2 separate regions of the Zea mays genome follow, and region 2 is linked to region 1. A link is a contact called in public Hi-C data. All regions are on one chromosome and are shown on one strand. Each heading gives the region's core, a stretch centred on a gene start, on an enhancer-like site or on the middle of the called end of the contact. The rest is flanking DNA. Distances are from core to core; before and after follow the strand shown. Region 1 holds the start of LOC100280473 (SAM domain family protein). Region 2 has its middle 240 kb from the start of LOC100280473.

Evidence for each region. Hi-C and Micro-C count contacts between places; a contact is called where the count stands out from the background.
Region 2: a contact with region 1 is called in a Hi-C map of leaf, with 4 times the contacts expected there. The contact joins the enhancer-like site here to the promoter of LOC100280473 in region 1. A contact is called at or near these places in 2 of 25 Hi-C or Micro-C datasets (leaf and tassel).

What each region holds. Positions count from the first base shown.
Region 1 is chr4:107,848,647-107,854,134 of Zm-B73-REFERENCE-NAM-5.0, forward strand. LOC100280473 (SAM domain family protein) reads right to left here and starts at 2,387. Exons shown (of 6, transcript NM_001153393.1): 1 at 1,985-2,387; 2 at 1,373-1,488; 3 at 977-1,103; 4 at 301-449; 5 at 152-214; 6 at 1-66. The coding sequence starts at 2,314. The coding sequence ends at 39.
Region 2 is chr4:108,083,768-108,089,255 of Zm-B73-REFERENCE-NAM-5.0, forward strand. No RefSeq gene overlaps it. Among protein-coding and RNA genes, the nearest start is that of LOC100280473, 240 kb to the left of the region's middle. Within about 2 kb of position 2,979, at least 7 of the 20 cell types and tissues checked have an H3K27ac peak or open chromatin away from gene starts, as enhancers often do. A contact at or near this core is called in leaf, where this site is marked.

The DNA of each region.
Region 1 (5,488 bases), core at 1,137-3,636:
TGCAGCTCAGAAAGGACCAATTGTTGACAATTGTGACTTCACTTTGCTCGAACCAGGCCAGGGTCCCTAACAAATCCAAACATAACGAGATCATGTCGAGAAAAACATAGATGTTATCATGAAAGGCTAGTGCAGTGCAATGATCCCAAACCTTTTAATTTGGTCGAGAATGAGAAGTCTGGGTCCAGGAGGGATCTTCACATCTCTCAGAGCACTAGCGCAACAGAAAAGGGAATATCAATATATACAAATGTTTCCCATCCTTATGGGTCTATTTGACTAAAGAGAAGAATTGTTTACCTGTCCGTAAGGAGTGGTAATGTTTGATCGTTGAGGAGACCCTTCCTGAAATTCTTTTCATATTTTTCAAGACCCAGTTTGTGCAGCATGCTTCTTGTCAGAGAGTAGTATGTATCTTCACTTGATGGCTTTGAGAATTTCTGCCCAATCTACATCCAGTAGATCCAAATGGAGAATTAGTATACTCCTTCCGTTCATAAATATATGACACAGTTAACTTTTAAAAAAAATTGACCACTTATCTTATTCAAAAAATAATAAGTTATCAATTTTTTTTATTTGTTGTATCACATAAGTAGTTTGTGCTTGACTTCAAATTTTATATTTTTGAATAAATATTTTGAATAAGTCGAGTGGTCAAAGTTTTCGAAAAAAGTCAACAGTGCCATATATTTGTGAACGGAAATAATACCACATAACAATATTGATTAGCAAATAGTCGGTTGTCTTTGTGGTAAGATCATTCAAGTAGTGATTTCAACAAAAATCAAAATACCGCACTACCAAAATATATTTTAGCTTCTAGAAACTTGTTCAAATAATTCTGCAAGATAACAGAACTCAGCAGAAAGGAGCACTTATTCAACTAAATACATAAAATCTATTGATACCAAGGAACTATAGCTGTAAAGTGACTCCATATTTCATTAATTGACAAATATAGCTAGGTACTTACCATGAAAAAGCCACCTTGAAATACTGCAAAAGCAACACCAGTTGTAATTGCATTTAAAACTGGATTAGGAGTTCCCATTCCGCTCACTATGGAGAAAAGAGCACCAGAACCAAAAGCAGCTGTCATGCTATACAAACAAGACATTGTCAAACATAAATTAATAATATCTAATTAATTAACTAGGATTTTCTAAAACAATCATTAGCCAGGATTCAAGCATTGCATCAAGATATCAGTCTATGCACCTAATAGGCAAAAGAAATATAAGAATTACCAGCTTTGATTCAGATGTATGAAGATGTTAAAATGAGTACATCTTAACATTAGTGAGATTAAATCAAACACTCCTTGAACTTGAAGTGTACACAAAGATAAAATAAAACTATGAACCCTCACCTGCCCTGGATGTCCTCTTGTCCTCGTAGCCTTCTCATGACACAAGATATGCCTGCATTTGCGCCAGTCATGACTGCAAAGTTTCGGGCTTGCACCAAGGGTCCAGCAGCTAGAGCCTACACATCACCCTGTTAACCTCGATATGCAAATTAACTCAACGATAATTATCACTACAAGGCACAGGACTGATCGTTACAAATAAGTGGGCACTTCCTCAAATTTGATTTGGCAGTAGTCATTGAACACAATGGATGATTCATACAGTATATAATACTTTATGCAATTCATAATCAATTGTTAATTTTCTCCAAACCATATTGCTACATTTAACTACATCAAATGTTGTCCCAGACTCATACACACTACCCAATATATCAAACACTGAAGACAGACTTCACCCTATACAAGTCACTGTAATCAGTAATCACATTCATGCTATCACCTTCAAACAGTGGAACAGGCAGCTGAAACTAATGGTAAATTGCTTCCTTTCACAGATAAACACTCTATACGGATTAGATTAATACATCCGCTATTGCAATTACGGGATAAATGGTCGAATTTTACATATCAAAAATACGTAAATCACCCAGGACAAGATTGATTGACAACCTGGGCCTGCTTGAACGACGCCATGGCATCCGAGTTGGCGTTGGACGGCGGCTGCGGGATGGGGAACGGCGACCCTCCGTCGGCTGTGAGCGAGCCCATGAGCCCACCCAGAGCCCCGCCCTGCACCGCCCCAACGGCCGTGGACACCGCGGCCTCGATGTGGATGGGCTGCTTCGCCATCCACGCACGGAACCCGGCCTCAATCGCTTTTACGCGGCCGCTCCACTCCTCCAGAGGGTTACTACCGCCGCGCAATCCCCGAGCCATCGGCACTGACGGCGAGGTCTTCAATGCCACGGCCGAATTCTCCCTTCCCTTGCCGTCCGCCATCTCCTTGCAACCTCGCGTCTGCCACTCCCTCTCGAGTCTCGATGGCCACTGCGCCACTCTTCGTTATCCCCTCGGAATCTTCTTCGCTTAACCCCTTAGCAAATCATCATGCGGTCCTCCTCGCTCGGCCGGCCCAACGTTTCGTTTCATTAGGCCCAGCTAGACGAGCACCTGGGCAGCGCGTCTCCGACTCTCCGCGGCGCTTCCCCATGGCGTGGCCTGACTCCGCGGACATTTTTTACCATTATCAGTTTATCATTATGAAACATGGTTGGCTTCCACGAAACAGAAAACCCACGCAACACGCAAACGCCAGTATAGACTCGCGTCGAAGAGGCGTTTGGTGTAATGACATGACAGGGCGGGATGAGACGATTCCTTAAATAAGCTTGTTTGGTTTAGAGTCAATGGTTAAGACAAGATTATCTCAGTGTTATCTCCAGTTGTCCCTTAAAATTGAAGGGACGAGAGAAGATGCCAGGGGACGTCTCTGTCATAGCTGTCCCACAATCAAACACACCTTAATTCTCTACCATGAGGATTAGTCTGCTTGGTCACACGGATGTCGCCCTCGGCCTTCTCACAGCTCGTCTCGTCGTCCCTCGTGAATTCCTCCTGTGACCTTCTCTCTCCTTCTCTTTTCTCCCTTCCCATTCTCTCCCCTAGATGTGCCCGATTGCATTGAAGATCCACACAACAAGCAGTATAAGTCGATGTCACAATCTCTTCCCATTCCCCAATTCCTACAGTGGAGCACGGTCGGCTGGCTAGACTGCAGTCTCGTCGTCGCTGCCATGGATGCATCAGCCCCGAATACTGACACCGAGGTTGACGCTTCGACCCCCTAGGCATATCTCTTCTGTTGGTTGTTATATATTGTCCACATTTAGTGTTGCTTCTATCATCAACAGTGTAACCATCGATCTCTGTACATTGATGCATGTACCAGTGCTAGGCCTCGGCGTGTCTTCCCCTCACAAGGTAAGTTGTGACTGCTCTTTGTTTTTAGTAAAGCGAGCTCTGCTTTGTATGTGATTTCATTTAGTTGATCTTTGTCGTATAGGACAATGAGATTGTACAAGAAAAATCTATGTTTGATTGGAATTCTATGGTTCTCTGTGGTTTTTGGGAGGAGGAAGGGAGACGTGATGTTCCATGTGAGATGCAAATGTATTCTCAACTTGGACTTAATGAAGATGACAAGGATGAGGGAAATAGAAGAGATGAAGAATTAAGAGGTGGTACACGTAATTTGGATCAATCAGCCATATTGATTTAGGAGACCACAATATAGACCAACCATGTGAAGACTACCTACCAGATGAGAAGAGGGTTATGTATGGTAAAATAAATCCGTTAATGCAACCAGGCAGTTTGTTTCCCAACATGAAGGAATTTTGAATTGCTATGAGGCAGTATGTCATAAAGCATGAGTTTGAGCTTGGAACCTATGTTACTTCGACAACTAGATATGTTGGCTATTTTAAAGGTGGTGATTGCCCTTGGAGGATTTATGCATGGGAGGAAAAGAAAGGATTACCGACCATCGTGGTATGTTATGTCCTCATTTGCAACCAATCATTTTGTAAATTTATGTCCCTGTTTGGTTCAGCTTCTGGACGACTTCTGGCCGCCAGAAGCTGAAGCTGTAACCAAACGGCCAGCTTCTCGGGCGGCTTTTCCTCGCAGCGCTTCGAATAGAAGCGAGCCGTCTACGGTGCTCGAGAAGCGGCCATCAGTTGGCTTCTTGCGAACGCTTCGGTTCCGTCGCTAGGGTTCTCGCGCACCCACCGCGCCGCCGTCGCTCCCTCTCCTCCCCACACCGGCGGCTTCGCAGGTACGGACGAACACCGCCGCGATCTCCTCATCCGTGATACTCCCTCAGATTCTTACCAAAACAGAGGAGCCCGTCGGCCGTCGCAAAAAAACAAGGACCATCGCACCATGGAATCGCTGACGCTTCGCGCTTCGACGGCCGCCTCAAAGATGCAGCGACGTCGGCTGCTCCCCGGGCGGCAGCGCGCGACGTACGTCCGCGCCACGGCCTCCGCCGGCGAGCCAGACCTCTCCGTGCGCGTGAACGGGCTGCAGATGCAGTGGGGCCGTGGGGGGACCGATTTCAGGTCGTTGAGAACTTGTAGCTCTTATGCTGATGTCCAGCAAGCGGCTGTTGCGGTATGTGTGATAGTCGCCTAGAGGGGGGGTGAATAGGGCGAAACTGAAAATTACAAATATAAACACAACTACAAGCCGGGTTAGCGTTAGAAATATAAACGAGTCCGCGAGAGAGGGCGCAAAATAAATCGCAAGCGAATAATGAAGTGTGTGACACGTGGATTTGTTTTACCGAGGTTCGGTTCTTTCAAACCTACTCCCCGTTGAGGAGGCCACAAAGGCCGGGTCTCTTTCAACCCTTCCCTCTCTCAAACGGTCTCTCGGACCGAGTGAGCTTCTCTTCTCAAATCAGAGCCGGGAACAAAACTTCCCCGCAAGGGCCACCACACAATTGGTGCCTCTTGCCTTGATTACAATGGAGTTTTGATCACAAGAACAAGTGAGAAAGAAAAGGAGCAATCCAAGCGCAAGAGCTCAAAAGAACACGGCAAATCTCTCTCGCTAATTACTAAAGCCTTGTGTGGAATTGGAGAGGATTTGATCTCTTTGAATGTGTCTAGAATTGAATGCCTAGCTCTTGTAAGTGGTTGAGAAGTGGGAAAACTTGGATGCAATGAATGGTGGGGTGGTTGGGGTATTTATAGCCCCAACCACCAAACTTGACCGTTGGCTGGGTTGTCTGTTCGATGGTGCACCGGACAGTCCGGTGCACACCGGACAGTCCGGTGCCCCTGCCACGTCATCACTGCCGTTGGATTCTAGCCGTTGGAGCTTCTGACTTGTGGGCCCGCCTGGGTGTCCGGTGCACACCGGACAGGTACTGTTCCTTGTCCGGTGTGCCAGTATGGGCACGCCTGCCATCTGCGCGCGCAGAGCGCGCATTTATTGCGCGACAGAGAGCCGTTGGCGCGGAGATAGCCGTTGCACCGGAGTCGCACCGGACAGTCCGGTGCACACCGGACAGTCCCGTGAATTATAGTGGACTAGCCGTTGGAGTTTCCCGAAGCTGGCGAGTTCCTGAGGCCGACCTCCCTTGGCGCACCGGACACTGTCCGGTGT
Region 2 (5,488 bases), core at 1,729-4,228, 240 kb after region 1:
TGAAGCTACCTCCGAAAATGTCTGCCATCCACAATGTGTTCCATGTATCCCAATTGAAGAAGTGTGTCCGTTTGCCAACCGAGGTTATAGCAGAACCAGAAGTGGAAATAGAGCCAGATCTATCATATCAAGAGTACCCTTCCAAGGTTCTGGATTGCAAAGAAAGATCAACTCGTGCGAAGTCGATGAAAATGTATAAGATCCAATGGAGCAATCACTCAGAGGAAGAAGCTACTTGGGAGACTAAGGAATTCCTACGATCAAACCACCCCGATTGTCTACCTAAGGGAATCGGTACGTAACCATGCCCCGGCCCCTCTCCCTGCCCTTCGAATCAAATTATAAGAAGGATGGTCTTAACATGGACTGAGTAAGTTGTAAAACTAAATAAAAAAGGACTTCCTTCTGAAGTTGCAAAGAGGATGACATTCGGAGAGCAGTTTACTAAAGAACCTTAATAAACAAACCCACAGCATACAAGCAAGCCATAACCTTCTCTTCACCCCGGAGGACTCTGACCCAAATCTTGGGACAAGATTCCTTTAAGGGGGGAAGGTTGTAATACCCCAGTGTTACTTAGGGTTTTTCCTAGTACCCCAACTTGTGAACATTATCACATGTGGCTCTAATAGTGAAAGAGACACCTAAACTTAAAGGATTAAAGCCTAAGTAAGTCTTTTTCAGCTCAAGAATCATGTTCTAAGCACATCATGCACCTCAAGAGAGAAAGTCATTCAAAACCCTAACACTATTCAAATTGGCCATTTGAGCACAAAAAGGGAATTAGAGAAAAGACTTGGGAAAAATACAAAATCTTAATATGGACCAATTAACAAAGTTATAGTGCATTAAATACACTACAAAATGTAGTACGGAAGATTGATCATTTGGATTTTTTAAAATCCCCAAAACATCCCATGAAGTAAAGCCTCTATTGAAAATTCAGAAATTCAGAATCTGAATTTTAACCCCCTTTCTAAAGTTCAGATGTGTTCTCTGTTTTCCAAAACTCGAATCCATAAAGTCTAAATATCAAAGTGGCGCCAAAATACCCCAGGAACACTTTGGTGAAGTTGGAAATCAAAACAAAATCGTTTGACTTGATTTGGCATGGGTTTTGTCTCGGTTTGAACAGTGCAGACAGAGCTGACTTCACACCACCATATCTTCTCACCCAGGCCATATCTTCACTCGGGACTCACACACGGCAGAGAGCCCTTGGCACGGTGAAGAAACGATACACAGGATCCTTGGCAAGATATGCATGTTTAGGTCGACCAACAGGCGTTTGAACTAGGGCAGAAACACACCTCCACGTGTTCGATCGCGTGCTCAAGCGCTCGGTCGCGCACTGTCTGCCCTCTGCGCGGGCGCCAGGCACGGTCGGCTCCTGTCCTCGCGCCTATGCCCAGCCATGCCTGAGGGCGCCTATAAGTGCCCCTGGTGCGCAGCAGTCCACCCCTCACTCTGCCTCACTCCCCGAGCAGAAACTCCAACTCCGGCGAGCTCTACACCGCCCACCATCACAGCCTGAGCACGACCGTCGTGGCCAGCCCTTCCCGTCGACCCCCAGCCTCGCCCTAGCCCCTAGACGGCTTCCCCAAGAGGATGTGATGCTTTTCCAAGCTTCAGCCGAGACATTGCCTCACCAGAGAAGCGAGCGCGACACCGCCGGACTTCGGTCGACCTCCGCCACGCGTGGACCAGGTCACACGGTGAGCTATTATCCAATTCCTTGCACCCACGGCGTCACTGACATCCCATGAAGCTCCCCGAGCACTTTGATTTGACTCTACCACCGTGAGCAGGCCGGAGCACGCACCACCGGCGAGCCCGACCGCCTGCGCATGCGGCCAGCCCACCTCCGGTCACCACCACCGACGACCGACACCTCGACGTGATCGCTAGAGACCCCCGGACCTCACCCGACCCTTCGCCGGACCTCTACCGTCGCCGGTAAAACGTGCCACCGCTTTTTCCTCCTCGGTTACTGTTTAGGCGAGGGAGGAGCGCGGGTTAGAGGGGGTAAAAAGCAAGGGGGTTCAGTGCTAAGTCAGTGACACATATGAATAGTTCTTCAGGGGCACGGTTTAAACGACTCAAATAAGGATAAGCCCAGGGACTCCGGTGCAAAGTCATTTTCCTTTAAACCTTTATGTTTATTCTTTTCAAATGAGCAGAGAACTTGGAAAATTAGTGGCTAAAACTTGGTACAAAGTCATATTATTGCACCTACATGCCAGCAAAAATGTAACACCCCAGGCATTTATCGTCTCCTCGACCTCGAGTGCGGACTTTAACACGTAATATCAGTGGATGAAACGGATGCTAAATTTTAATTATCTTCGCCTATCGCGATTTTAATATCGCATATGTTTCATCCGTCGCGAGTGCGACATCATTTTTATTTTTATCTATCCGGGCTTTTCCAAAATTCTCGTGATGTTCGGAACATCATTGTTCTGAAAATCTGTGCGTCCGATGATTATTTAAAATTCGTCGCTCGCACGAATACGAATTCGAAAGCCCAACCCACTTTGATGATTTTGTTCCGAGCAAATTAATTTGAACTCGACGATTAAAATGTTCGGGGTAAAATAATCTGAATCGCGCATTGTCCGAGGAAAAACCGTGCACGAGGTTATAATCCAATTTGTTCTTCAGCCCACATTATAGGATAATCAAATCAACTGTGTTTTGTAGACAGATAAATTTTTATCTGATTTCGACCAAACCAGTGTTGTCTTAAATATTGTCTAAATACTGTAGCCGGATCTAATTTGGCTCTTCAAAATCTTAATTTTGGAACCGTGATATTTTTGCGCGAGAGAGAAAATAACAAAAATGGAAATGGAAATATCCTCTCTCTCCCGCTATTCTCTCTCTTCTCTGATTTTTTCAGCCGCCATCTCTATCCCATTCTCCGATTTTTTTTCAGCCACCGTCGTTCCCTCGTCTTCATCCGGTCGTCGCTCAGGGGAGAAAAGATCTCCAGCCACCGGGGGAAAGAAAAATCCTCTCTGCGTTAACTGCATCCGTCACTCAAGGAGAAAAATCTCGCCGCCCCTGCTCCTTTTTAACGCGCGCGCATTCCTTCTTCCCTGCGCATCCAGCTCCCCCATGGCTGAGCTCGCCCCTGATGCCGCGCCTTGCTCCCTGGCACAGCAAGCTCACCGCGCCCTGGGTCGCGCGCCCTGGCTCCTACTCGGCCGCTGCTTCTCTCTGAAGCTCTCTCACGCGCGCGTGACTGCCTTCTCTGCACCTCCTGTGCTCGGACCGCGAAACTCTTTGGCGCTCTCCCATGGCGGCGCGCCCATCCCCCAAGCTCCTTGCCATGGCCGCCATCTCCCATGGAAGCTGCGTCCAGCCGAGCTCCCAGCGCTGCAGCCTTCCCCCAATTCCTCTCTGCTCGCGGAGCTCCCTCTGCCTGCTTCCCATGGCGCTCGTCCCTACCTGCTCAGCCTCCGGCTCCGGCTCGCCGGCGCTCCTCCCTGTGCCCAGCCGTGTTTGCGCGGACCTCTGCTCCTTCATCCCACGCGCTTGCTTCTCTGTGCCCACGCGCGCGCGAAGCTCTTTGCGCACCGCGGCTCGATCCCTTCATCCCGCGCGCGCTCTGGCTCTCCGTCAGCACGTCGCGCCCTGCCGGTTCTCTGCTCGACCATGGAAGTCGCGGTTCCCAGCTCCCTCTGCTCGTGACGCGCGCCCAGCCATGGAGTTCTCGCGGTGCTCCTGTTCCCCGTCCATGGCACCGTCGTTTTTCATCTTCGCGTCCCAAGTCTGGCTGTCTAGCGCGCCCTCCTGCTCCCTGATTCAAGTTTCTGCGCGTCGTCGCCCAGCTCGCCCAAGTCGCCCATGCCTATGCACGGTGTTCTTGTCGATGCTGTGCTGTTGCCCATGCTGTAGAGCTCGCCTTGCTCCTCGCGTTGTCGTTCGTCGGTTTCGGATGCTTGGGTCTCTAGCCGCGTGTCCGTCTCTAGTCCTGGCTGCGGGGCAGTCCGCGCCATTGAGTTTGCCCGGCCATGACCTCGCTTTGCTCCTCACGTCATTGCTCGCCGAGTCTTTACTCAGTCTGCGATCTCTCACTGCCCGTCGTTGCGTCGTTCGTCGTCGTGTGTGTAGCAACATCGCTGATTCCTCCATGGTGCCTATCGACGAACTTTGCTTCATCGGTTTGTCGCCTTCGGTTCGACACATGTGTGGCCGCCGAATACGTTCGCTGCTTAACCCCGTGGTGTTAGAGCTCGTGATCTCACTGTCGTCAGAGTTCTCACTGGATTCGTGTCCTCGCCAGCTCGCTCCAGACTCGATCTTGTCGTCGTTCGTTCACCCCACCTCGATGTCGGTCCCTACATGCTGTCTCCGACTTATGCTCGCGCCGACAAAAGAATCCCAAGAAGATGTGGAGAAGCAAGCCCCTGGTCGATGTCCCAAGTGCTCGACAGAAAGCTCGAACAAGTCGTCGATCGTCATCCTCGTCCACGCCAAGATCCGAGAAGATTAGGCGCAGAAGAAAATAAATTAGTACGCGACCGGAGGATACTCGATGCGGATAAAGATGAAGCGTGATTCGACACAGCACTCACCCTATTTCCGGTGAAATGCTGAGCTGAAAGGAGTCGTCGATTTCGTTGTTTCAAGTCGGATTTAATAAGGGTAAGTTGATTCGTATTCCAGTCAACTAGGTATATAAATAGATTAAATAGAATTGTTGATCGCAATAATTGTTATTAATTTAGCATACGTATATTGTGATGTTTGGTTTAGATAAATCGGTAAATCAAGTAATTAAAATACACAGTTTAAAGAATTAATAAAAAGCTAGGAATGAAAATAGAATTTCTAGTGTTATTATGTCAATTTGGTTAATGGATGTAGTCCATGCCCTGCTTAATTAGTCAGCTTGTTCTAGGTTTGGTGTTTAATTCGCTGTCGTATAAGTATTATTTAGGTTTGCGATATTCCTCCTTATATGCATACATGTGCATTATGCATATCATTCAGGTACGTTAATTAATCACGTGACACGGAAGACGACCCAAGTCGAACCCAAGCGCGGGCTAATCCGCAGGTTGATGCTGATGGACGAACCAGAAGATGGATAATTTGAACGAGTGCAAACATAAAAGATGATCGTCAAGTGGACATCGCCTAACAAACACTAACCTAGTGTTATTCAGGCAAGCCCCGGTGCATTTGCCACCTCCTTGATGTTTTAAAATCTTTATCACCTTGTTTGATGCATTAGGTGATAGGAGTTGTGTGCTAAAGCGTTGATGCATTTCCTTCCTTGAAAATTGATTACCCTTCCTTGATATCCTTTTTAAAAAAGAATTTTATGATGCTTAGCCTTGCTTTATCAAACAAAAATGTTTTGTTTTAAAACAAAAGTGATGCTTCAGTGGGTGGGAATGTTTTCAAAAATAAAACTTGATGGTGGATCCGTCAAAGGCCTTGATGGGTTCAACATCGGAAAAGATGTACCTCTGCC